2 separate regions of the Mus musculus genome follow, and region 1 is linked to region 2. A link is a contact called in public Hi-C data. All regions are on one chromosome and are shown on one strand. Each heading gives the region's core, a stretch centred on a gene start, on an enhancer-like site or on the middle of the called end of the contact. The rest is flanking DNA. Distances are from core to core; before and after follow the strand shown. Region 1 holds the start of Chodl (chondrolectin). Region 2 has its middle 120 kb from the start of 4930570E03Rik.

What was found. A called contact is a pair of places that touch in the nucleus more often than the background predicts.
Region 1: a contact with region 2 is called in a Hi-C map of muscle stem cells, with 2.5 times the contacts expected there. The contact joins the promoter of Chodl here to the enhancer-like site in region 2. A contact is called at or near these places in 1 of 39 promoter capture datasets (embryonic stem cells), 1 of 484 Hi-C or Micro-C datasets (muscle stem cells) and 3 of 9 other capture datasets (adipose tissue, liver and pancreatic islet).

What each region holds. Positions count from the first base shown.
Region 1 is chr16:78,929,370-78,935,330 of GRCm38.p6, forward strand. It overlaps Chodl (chondrolectin), which reads left to right and starts at 1,579. Exons shown (of 6, transcript NM_139134.4): 1 at 1,579-2,078. The coding sequence starts at 2,000.
Region 2 is chr16:78,809,883-78,815,972 of GRCm38.p6, forward strand. No RefSeq gene overlaps it. Among named protein-coding and RNA genes, the nearest start is that of 4930570E03Rik, 120 kb to the left of the region's middle. Within about 2 kb of position 2,164, at least 1 of the 459 cell types and tissues checked has an H3K27ac peak or open chromatin away from gene starts, as enhancers often do. A contact at or near this core is called in muscle stem cells, where this site is marked.

The DNA of each region.
Region 1 (5,961 bases), core at 329-2,828, 120 kb after region 2:
ATATGAAATGATCCTATTTAAGAAATCTTGGTGCATTTAAGCAATATAATGGGGTCTGAGGAAATGGCTCAGCAGTTAAAGCCCTTGGCACTTAAACAAAAGGATAAGAGTTAGGATCCCCAGAACCCACACAAATGCCATGTGGCTGTGGTGTCCCTCCAGCAATCTAGCCTCTGAAGTTGAAGATGGGGTCATTAAGCAATCGGGCTAAGGAGACAGGTCATATGGATCATAAGATCTTGTTTCACTGTGAGACTCACCCATCAATGAATAAGATGGAAAGAAGGGAGATTCCTGAATGCACCTTTGGGCCTCAACACACACACACAGACACACACAGACACACACAGACACACAGACACACACACAGACACACACACACACACACATACACAAAATCACACACAAACACACACACACACAAAATCACACACATACAATCGCATACACACACAAACACACACACATACATACACACACATACACACACCCCCACAATCACATACTTGTACACATAAAAAACCTAATTAATTAATTATAAATTATAATGAAAAGCAACATAACAAAAAAACTTTCCTGTTTTACAGAAGCTGATCCTAAGAACATTTTCAGGTTTCCTATTATGGACTATGTGTAAACTGTCATTATGAGAACTCTCACGAACATCTCTGACTCCATAAAAATGGTAAGCCAGCCATTGGACTGTTACAGAAGAGTGGGTCAGGTTTGGAAAGGCACATACATATTCCTTAAAGTGAGACTTACTTTTTTGTTTGTTTATTTGTTTGTTTGTTTGGTTGGTTGGTTGGTTTTTTGAGACAGGGTTTCTCTGTATAGCCCTGGCTGTCCTGGAACTCACTTTGTAGACCAGGCTGGCTTACTTTTAATGGAATCCATAGACCACTGATGGATACGTTCAGAGAAATACACTCATTTTGCATTCGTGAAGTTCTCAACAATTCAGATTATTTATTTTGCCTGGACTTTCCCCCCTTGGAGTTGCAAACACTGAGACTGAAATTAGTCGGGGGGGGGGCTTGTTTCCAAGATTCTTTTCAAATTACTTCTATGGCAATTTAGTCAAGCAACCTGCTTGGAAATAATCTATTTGCAGAACCTAGGTGGGGAAAAAGCTGCCACATTATATAATTCACTGAGCAGGTTTTGGCTTCCACTCTGCCAATCCATCTTAAATAGTGGCTAGTGCCCCGCATCTCACCATACATATGATCAAGCAATTTAGCAGAAAAAGAGAAAGGCCCTGAAACTTGGCATCCTCGTGGACATTTATCTCCGAGAAAACCAAATGGAGCCAACTTTTGCCCGAGTTTAATAGCAAAGCTGTCACATTTTACACAAATGAGTATTGAAGTCTGTTGGCAAATGGGAAGGGGGTGGGGACCGGGAGTGGAGGAGGAGGGACTGCTGACTGGACTCTTTTCAAAGTGGCTCCGGCTTTTAGGGGAGGGGCCAGATGCTCCACTTGGCAGGAGGGACGAAGTAGTTAAAATGATTACTAGCTAGGGGTTGGAACCCCAGGCTCTGGGCATATATAAGAGAGTGCCGCCAGCGCAGAGCGGCTGTTGCTGCTGTTGCTGCTGCTGTTGCTGCTGTTGAAGCCACTACCAGGACACACCAGCTCAGTCCCTTAGAACACAGAGACCTGAGAAGGAAGGGAAGGCAGCTGCTTAGGTTTGCGTTAGAACTCCCGTTTCACCTTTCCAACAGATACAGACAGAGGAACTCATAACACTGTCCCCTGCTCCCAGACACGCCCACGGTGTCCTGCACTCCAGCCCAGTGCGGCACGGGGCAGCCTGGCAGAAGGTCCTCCCTAAAGGCGATGCTTACAGGCATCCTAGCTGCTGCGCTGGGAAGGAGGGAGTAGGACCCAGCAGGAAAGCAAGGAAGCTGCTGGTGAGAGCCACCGGCGGTGGCCGCGCTGCGGGAAGACCTCGTCTTTCCTTCACTGGACACCTGCTGCAGAAGGCTCGCCAGGATGATCCGCATCGCCTCACTCTTGCTGGGAGCTGCGCTGCTCTGTGCCCAGGGAGCCTTTGCCCGAAGGGTGGTCAGTGGTGAGTCAGAGCAGCATAAAACAAGGGACTTGGGATTCTGGGGCGGTATGGAGTACTCTGCACTAGGTTGGGGACTCCTTATAGACTTGGAAAACAGTACTTAGTAGGCGTCCAGAGAGAAGGTGGAAAACCTGTTATTCTTTCCTTTCACCTTCTCCCTGCATAACAGAAAAGTTTCCTTTTTTTTGGAGTGCCTTTTTCTATAGTTGGGGAGCAAGCTTAAGCTAAATATGGAACAGCTCTGTCTCTTCAGGGCAAGAGTCTCTAGTTTATTTGGAAGCAGGTGAGTGGAACACAGGCAGACAGGACTGGGGCACCTGTGAGAGGGGTGTGGTAGAGCCTGGTTGACCAAGCTTGGACATTGAGCAGCTGCTGTGGCATGAACGCCACCTCCTGTTGGTCTGGCTCTAGTCCAGCCAGGGTGCTCACAAGGATGGTTTCTGAGACCAGACCAGTCCAGATGTCTGAGTTTGCAGCCTTTGTTCTCAGGAGGACTGAAGAAGAACAGGGGAGAGCTACTGCCCTGTCGCCTTCGCTTTTGGACTTAATTTCAAAATTAGAACACTCAGGAAACACCTCTTGGAGCTGGGTGGAGGTTTGCTTTGAGATGTTTGTGGTGATGAATTTGGATTTGCTCAAACAACAGGTGCACAATTAAGTCTCTCAAATCAGTGAAAGGTCAAATTTGCAAAACTTCCTTGCTTTGTCTCTTGATTCCCGCTCCCATCCGCACACACAGCCCCGGTGCTCAATGTCATCCACACTGTATCCATCTTCTTCTCTTAGTTTGGGAAAAATCTTTTAAGGCTTTTCTGTGTTTGAGGCAAATGTGAACAGCACCGCACACGGCAGCTGGACAGTCACCCATCGAGAAAGCTCTTGCTATGCTCATCAAACTGTTGGAGTGCGTTTGTTGAATGTTGCTTCTAACATATAAGGCCAACGTGGTTCCTCTGAAAGCTTATCCATCTGTACAGTAGGTGTCACTGATAAAAAGGTTGATGACAGTAACTTAATGGGTTCGGAAAACAGACCTTTAGGATCTAGCATATTAAGGTTGCCTCCAATTTTCTCCTCAGCAGATATTTCACTCAGTCAGATACAATTCAGTCTCCTATAGCTATTTACAGGGTGTTCAAAGCCTATGAGTTAATGTCCCTTTTCTTCCTTATTTAGCAGAAGATAAAGAACTGCATGGAGATCTATCTGGTGGATCAAACTATTTCACGACCTTTGTTTGAGTTTTATATGCAAATAAAACGAATAGCAAAAAAAAATGTACTTTGAACTTATGACACTTTAAAAGCAAATAGAAGCATTTAACTAACTTAAATAATGATTCTTTGTTCTCTTCTTATTTAAATACATTAAAGTTTTGGGGATGGAGAGATATTCAAAGTAGAAAATAGAACTCAAGTGCTTTGTTGATGAAAAGTTTAATTTCCAATATAGTTCTACACAAATTATTCCAAATTTTTGGCTAGTTTTTTTTTTTTTTTTTTTTTTTTTTGGCAATTCATAGGCATCTTGAAGGTGGCATCTGGAAAATTTCTAAGTAACTGATCATGATTTATTTGATTTAGCATAAATAATGATGTTGACTTGAGATTAAAACAATTACTTAGATATGTCTTTCTTATGGATAATTTGATTTTTTCACATTGAAATTTATCCATCTATAAACTGATTTCTGAGTCATAGGATTTGATTAATTCTAGCTGTTATTGGCTGAGCAGAGAGCCGTCTAAAATCTGTTATTTTTGGAGCAATGTTTCCTAACATGTCCACTGTCTGCCTGTTGATATTTTTTCTGAATGGTGTAGCAACTATTTTATGCCACTAGGGACTGGTTACCAAGTCTGATGAGAATTGAGACAGCGTCTCTGCTTTCCACTATTTGGAACATACTTAGAACACATGGAAAATTATTTCTACTTATTACATTTTGGGACAAAAAGGTATAATTACTGTGCAATATCAAATAATCATGTACCCACCATGACCTCAAGAGACAGACACTGACAAACTAAATCTCTGGATATGTTTTTCATATTTCAAAAAAAAATCAACAAAATACATTATAATCCTTTAAGCACACCATTTTAAGGATAAAATATTTTAGGGATAAATACATTTTGAGCAGCTTCACTATCAGCTGATCTACAAAAGATTTAATAGTATCTGATGTAATAAGGCAGTACACAGACACTAATCGTTGTATTTACTGAATTTATGGTTCATGGGAAACTAATTTGAGGATTTGAATTGTATGGTGATTTCTTACTCCACACAGATGTGTGGAGAACATCTGTTGCATCTATTTAAACACTCGGTTCAGAAAGTCACTAGCTGCTGATATTTTTCTTATGACAACTTCTTAAGATTTTTCCGTATGGTATCATATGAAAAAGGGGGATTAAACTTTGAGGTCTCTAGTTTGGAAGACTATGTTTGGAAGCAAGTGACATTTTCAAAAGATTTGTTATTTTAACAAACTTTTTGTTTCTCTTTTAGAGTTGAGAGCACTGGTCTTCCACGCCCTCATGCTGTGATGTGGCATTACCATGTTTCAGGTGTCCCTTACATTTCTCGAGAACTCTCTTACACATGCAGCTTTAACTCTGCTACAGTGGAGATGCACTTTATTGTAAAGGCGGAGTGGAAGCAGACCGTTAGGAACAAGGGTATTAAGCCTTATACTGACGTCAGCAATTCATGCTCTTCAGAGAGTCAGACATCGTCTTTAAATGTACAATCTAACCAGCCACTCTCCACTAACTTTTCACAGCCTATGACTTTTAAGTCATTCTCCTCCATAATTTCATAGAGAATAAAGAACTCAACTATTCACTATAGAGAGAGATCTAGCTGGTGCAACCAATTATATGCAGCCCCCCGCTCTTTTATCGTGAAGAGACTGTAGAATATTGCATAAGTGATGAGCAGTAAGTAGCTTTAAAAAGTGCTTTAGTAGTAAGAAATATACAAATGAAACTGCAGAGCATATTCAAGCTCACAGAAAGATTCCATGACATCATCAAAGTCAAAAATGATGACAGTGCAAATTGCAAAGATGCAATTATTTTAAGTATCTCCTGGGCAAGAAGGGAGCAAATTAATCTTATTACTAGGCATTTAATAAACTACCCATTTATCATAGGCATTATTCCTTACTGGCTATTCATCATTATCTTACAGTGGCAATATCTATACATTAATGCTGGAAAAGCATCTATAATTAAAAAAAAAGGATTCTGAAAGGGGATATCCAGCTGATGCTTCCTTAGTTATTTTTACTGTTTAAAACTCTCTTCTTCAATGAGAGGAGAGGACCTTGGTCCTGTGAAGGCTCTGTGCCCTAGTATAGGGGAATGTCAGGGCCAGGAGTGCGAGGGTTGGGGAGCAGGGGGAGGGTGTAGGGTGTAGGGGATTTTCAGAGAGGAAACTAGGAAAGGGCATTTGAATTGTAAATGAAGAAAATATCTGATTAAAAAAAGAAATATCAGAAGAGAACTTTCAAAAAAAAAACCTCTCTTCTTCTGTGTTAGATCTTCAGTTCATATACATGTGCAATCATTTAGACAACTGTAAAGTGAAGTTTTAAAAATCTGTTGGAATGTACACCACAATAATCTGAATACAGTGACCATTTTTATATTTGATACAACATTCAACTTAGGCCTTAATTGTCATATTGATAAAATAAAATAAAATGACATCATATATATGTGATGTTTTATCTGCTATTTTATAAATATATATATATGTATGTATATATATATATATATATACACACACACACATACATAGATAGATAGATAGATTTGTCCTTAAATTAACTTTGATCTAATTATTCAACATGAAATATTCACACTCAGAAATA
Region 2 (6,090 bases), core at 914-3,413:
TTCAGTGTTTGAGATATCTCAGGGGTCCAGGTTAGTTGAGACTTCTGGTCTTCCTATGGGTTACCCTCTTCCTCAGCTTCTCCCAGCATTTCTCTAGTTCAAGCACAGGGTTCCCAGCTTCTATTCATTGGTTGAGTGTACGTATTTTCATCTGGCTCTTTCAGCTGCTTGTTGAGCCTCTTGGAGAGTAGCCATGCTAGGATCTTGTCTGTACGCACACCACAGACAGCATTAATAGTATCAGACCCTGGGGCCTCTCCTTGATCTGGATCCAAATCTCCCCTGTCATTGGACCTCCTTTCCCTCAGGCTCTTCTCCATTTTTGCCCCTTCAGTTCTTTTAGACAGGTATAATTATGGCTCAGATTTTTCACTATGGGATGGCAACCCTATCTTTCCACTTCATGCCTTGTCTTTCTGCTGGAGGTAGACTCTACAAAGTCATATATGATATTGAGAAAGAGAAAGTCAATAAACAGCATTGTAGGCATATGTCACTGAGTGAATGTCTGTATCCTTCATGTGCTGAAAATCTAACCCTCCAAGGTGATGGGATGTAGAGATGGGGTCTGAATGGTGATTAGGTCCTGAAATGGGTATAGATAAAATTAGTCAATTTGTAAGAAGAGACATAAGAGTTTCCTCTCTCCTCTTAGCCTCCATGGAAGACACAATGAAAACTGGTCATCTGCATGTAAGGAGAGAATACTTTCACCAGACCCAAGATGGCCTGGTAACTCGACTTTGCATTTAGACAATCTATGAGACATTGTAAAGAAGATAGGTTATAGAAGTATTCAAAGGGAGCATCTGTAAGACATGAAATCTATATATGAAAATATGCTGATATATATCATCTCATAGATACACTTTCAGAAATATATTAGCTATGACTCCTAAAATTAATTTATGTAAAATTATTTTTAATATTTTTGTGCTTGCTACTGATACTCTCATAAAATTTATTGTATATTTATTAGACTAAATCACTCTTCAAGTCTTTAGAAATCAAAGTACATTCTTTATCTACACAGCATGAGTCCACTTCATAGTTCACTATTGTACTTATTGAACTTATTTTTATATATTTTCTATAAATTTATATAATTATATGAATGTGTTTGAATACATTTAACAAACAAATAGGTTTTATTTCTTATTGGAATTTGTCCAGTGCTACTGAATACATATTCAATAGCAACAATATCTATTAAGTTTACTTAATTATAGAAAGAACATGATTGTGGTTTTATTTTAATAAAATTCTGCAGTATTAAACATATTAAGAGATATAATTTTATTATAATAAAATTTGATCTCTTTATTAATCACCAAATATCTGACAAAGGAATTTTTTAAAATCATGTGCCATCACTTTGTGGAATTGCTTTTGGTCTATTGCCCTGTTACTGCAATTGGAACCTGACATTTTCTATGACAAGCCTTATTAATTTATAGGAATTTTAGTCCTTCGCCTAGCATCTGTTCTAAACGCATTGCAGTAGAAGGGCCAAAGGGTTGGAAGGAAGTGTAGAAGGGAATAGTTTAATGCACTTAAGGAGAGAAAGTGATACTGCATAACCAGAGGAAATCCCGTGAATTTGAATAATAGACGGCAAGAATTCTTGAGTTCTTTAGAAAACTACTGTCCCCTTAATAAGACTTGACACCTGGAAGGGACTTTCACAGATATCTGGCATTACCTTACCTTCAACAGAACTTCAAATAAACCACTTTAGACACAAGGAGAAATGCATTAAAATCTCTCAGCAAGAGGATGTTCATTAAGAACTCCCATTGGGCCACTTATCCGTTGGGAAATTACATTCAGTTAAGTTTCTGATAATACAGAAATGGTGTGATCTTCCTGGAATGTGACTGATGAATGCCTGACAGTTATGTTGGATAGATGCATGTGCACGTGTGTTTTGTGTGTGTGTGTGTGTGTGTGTGTGCAATACCACCCTAGTATTCTCCACTTTGTTCACATGCCTGTGTCTCTCTGTAAAGATGTGTAAGAGCAAATCCTAAGAGAATGTATCCTCTCTCTCCCTTTATGCTGAGCTCACTTTATCTGTAGAAGCCAGAAGCCCACAAGCTTCTGGTGTGTCTCCTGTCCTGACCTCATGTTTACCTACTAAGCCATCTCTTCACGCATGCTTTGAAAGAAAATGCATTAGGATGGTGCTCACAAGAAGTGTCTCTGCGGACTATTTTCCTTCAGCAGAGTGAGGAAGATCAGAGAGAAAAATGATATCTATGTACTAATCAGCACCCTAGCCCAGCTTAGTTTCTGTTTTAAGAGATTAAATCTATGGATGATGATATATAATACAAGTATTTACTTAATGCCTGTCAATTTTAGTCTCCTTATTTGGAAAACAGTAATACTACCCCTGTTAGAAGGTTATTTGAATGGCTAAATTGATTTTTGTTCCATGTCAGGAACATAACAGAAGTGATTATCAACTGTCTTTGGCTTTTGTTATTATCCCTGATACACTTCCACCCCTATGGTGCTGGTAGGGCTGACTCTATGTTCTCTATGCCTTTGTGTGTGACTAGAGCAGTTCTTGCACACCGAAACAGAATGAGATGCTTTGTGCGTCAAATAGAGGCTATGGTGGATCTACATGGATAAAAAGCAGCTTGAGAAAGTCGCTGTGTCCACAAGGCTGAATCCTGGGAACTAGCAGCCCACCCTTAGAATGGAGATGAAATCTGTCAGAGGGGCATAGCGCAAGTGCCCTAATGGATTGGCCATAGTGACAGGTGTTGGCCAGTCTCTCTGAAAAGAATCTGTTCCTCAAATTAGCTAAAGAGAACATCAAGTTCAGTTCTGAGAAGACACATGGTGTTGCTCCCAGACTCCAGCTTAGCAAAGGCTTGGCTATTACTTGAGTTACACAAATACAACTTGCTTCACAGAGAATGTTGCTTATCTCTTGTTTTCAGGTTATGATTATTCTGTTTTAATTGACACATACTAATCATGGAATATATTTACATAATATGTAGTATAATAATTTAATGCATGCCTATGATGTTCTGTATGTGCATGTGTGTGTGTGTGAAAAAGTGGGCATGTATATCCATGACACATGAGTGGAAGTCATAGGGAAAGCTCTGCTATCAGTCTTTATTTTCCGATAGTTTTGATTCAGGGTCTCTCTTTTATTTGATTGTCCCATGTACACCAGGGTACTTGGTCCATAACCTTCCAGGGGATTTCCTTTCTCTGCTTCTCAACTTGATGTAGCATAGAGATTACAGATGTGCACCATCTCATGTGGCTTTATGCAGGTTCTGAGGGTTTGAACCCAAGACCTTACATTTGTTCAGCAAATGCTTTACCCACCAAGCTATCTCTCCAGCCCTGCCTAAAATATTTTATATGCTTAATATATCTTTCAAGTGTAAAGACAGGTTGAGATTGTGTAATTTTTTTGTTTTTTTTTAAATTAGGTATTTTCTTCATTTACATTTCCAATGCTATCCAAAAGTCCCTCCATACCCTCTCCGTCCATTCCCTTCCCCGCCCCCTCCCACTTCTTGGCCCTGTCGTTCCCCTGTACTGAGGCATATAAAGTTTGCAAGACCGATGGGCCTCTCTTTCCAATGATGGTTATGCCGGGGCCTAGCAAACACAGAGGTTGTATAATTTTTATTGATCATTTTATTTATTTACATTTCAAATGTTGTCCCCCTTCCTGGTCTCCCCTTATTAAACCTCCATGCCATTCTCCTTCCCATTTGACTCTAAAGGGGTGCTCCTCCACCTACCAACCTACTCCAGCCTCACCGTTCTTATATCCTCCTATGCCGGGGCATCAAGCCTCTATAGGACCAAAGGCCTCTCCTCCCACTGATACCAGATAAGGCAATCCTCTGCTACATATGTAGCTGGAGTCATGGACCCATTCATGTATACTTTTTGGTTGGTGGTTTAGTCCCTGGAAGTTTGGCAAGGTGGGGGTGGGGGTTTCTATTTGTTGTTCTTCCTATGGGGTTGCAATCCCCTTCAGCTCCTTCAGTTTTCCCCTTAACTCTTCTATTGGGGTCCCCAGGCTCAGTTCAAATGCTTGGCTGTGAGTATCTGCATCTGTCTTAGTCAGATGCTGGCAGAACCTCTCAGATGACAGCCATACTAGGCTTCTATCGAGGAGCACTTCTTGGCATTAGCAATAGTGTCTGCAGATGGGATGAATTGCAAGGTGGGACAGTCTCGGGATGACCTTTCCTTCTGTCTCTCATCCATTTTGTTTTCCCTACATTTCCATATGTGTTCTTTTGGGTCTTGGTTACCTCACACAGGATGATATCCATCGATTTGCCTGGAAATTTCATGAAGTCATAGTTTTTAGTAGCTGAGTTGCACTCCATTGTGTAAATGGAGCACTTTTTTTTTTAATCCATTCTTCTGTTGAGGGACATCTGGGTTCTTTCCAGCTTCTGGCTATTATAAATAAAGCTGCTATGAACCTAGTGGGGCATGTGTCCTTATTACATGTTGGAGCATCTTCTGGGTATATGCCCAGGAGTGGTATAGCAGCATCCTCAGGAAATACTAAGTCCAATTTTCTCAGGAACTGCCAGACTGATTTCCAGAGTGATTGTACCAGCTTGCAATTCCACCAACAATGGAGAAGTGTTCCTCTTTCTTCACATCCTTGCTAGTATCTGCTGTCACCTGAGTTTTTCATCTTAGCCATTCTGACTAGAGTGAACTGGAATCTCAGGGTCATTTTGATATGTATTTCTCTGATGACTAAGGATGTTGAATATTTCTTTAAGTGCTTCTCAGCCATTAAAGATTTCTCAATTGAGAATTCTTTGTTTAGCTCTGTTCCCCATTTTAAAATAGGGTTATTTGGCTCTTTTGTGTCTAACTTCTTGGGTTCTTTGAATATTTTTGGATATTAGCCCTCTATTGATTATAAGATTGGTGAAACTTTTTTTCCCAATCTATACATTGCTGTTTTGTCTTATTGACAGTGTCCTTTGCCTTACAGAAGCTTTTAAATTTTATGAGGTCCCATTTGTTAATTGTTGATCTTAGAGTCTGAGTCATTGGTGTTCTGTTCAGGAAAACTCTCCCCTGTGTTCAAGGCTCTTTCTCACTTTCTCTTCTATTAGATTTAGTGAATATGGTTTTATGTGGAGGTCCTTGATCCATTTGGACTTGAGCTTTGAACAAGGAGATAAAAATGGATCAATTTGCATTCTTCAACATGCAGACCACCAGCCGAACCAGCACCACGTGTTGAAAATGCTTTCTGAATGATTTTGGCTTCTTTTTTTTTTCAAGTGGCCATAGGTATGTGGGTTTATTTCTGGGTCTTCAACTCTATTCTGTTGATCAAATGTCTGTCTCTGTACCAATATTATGTGTGGTTTTTTTTTTTTTTTGGTTTTGTTTTGTTTTAATCATCACTATTGCTCTGTAGTACAGCTTGAGGTCAGGGATGGAGATTCCCCTAGAAATTCTTTTATTGTTGAGAATTGTTATCGCTATCCTGTTTTTTTTTTCCAGATGAAGTTGAGAAATTCCTTTTCTACATCTTATCAAAATCAATCTACAAATTCAATGCAATCCCCATCAAAATTCCAACTCAATTCTTCACTGAGGTTGTATTTTTATATGCTGTATTTACTGTATTTACTACCAGCTCACACTGCTTCAAAGAGCACTGTAGACTGGGTGATTTAATCAGCAGAGAGTTATTCCCTAACAGCTTTGGAAGTAAGGATTCTGAGATCAGGGAGTTTTGGTATCTGATTTTTAGTGAGACTGCCCTTCTTAGACTACAGATTTCCACCATCTTTCTGTTTCCTCACCAAGTGGGAAAGAAGGAGAAAGGATGTACTATGGTATCTATTCTTATATGAACAAGAATGTTACCAGATGGGGCCCTTAACTCATGACCTAATTTTCTTGAGTACATTTATCTAATTTTCTCAAGAATTACCGACTACTACAGACATGTGAGGGAAGGGAGGCACAAACATTAATTCAACACAATGTCTTGAAGTAATAAGATAAGACAAAATGTTTTATAGACAGTGCCCCAAATTATTTGAAATGTGGCAA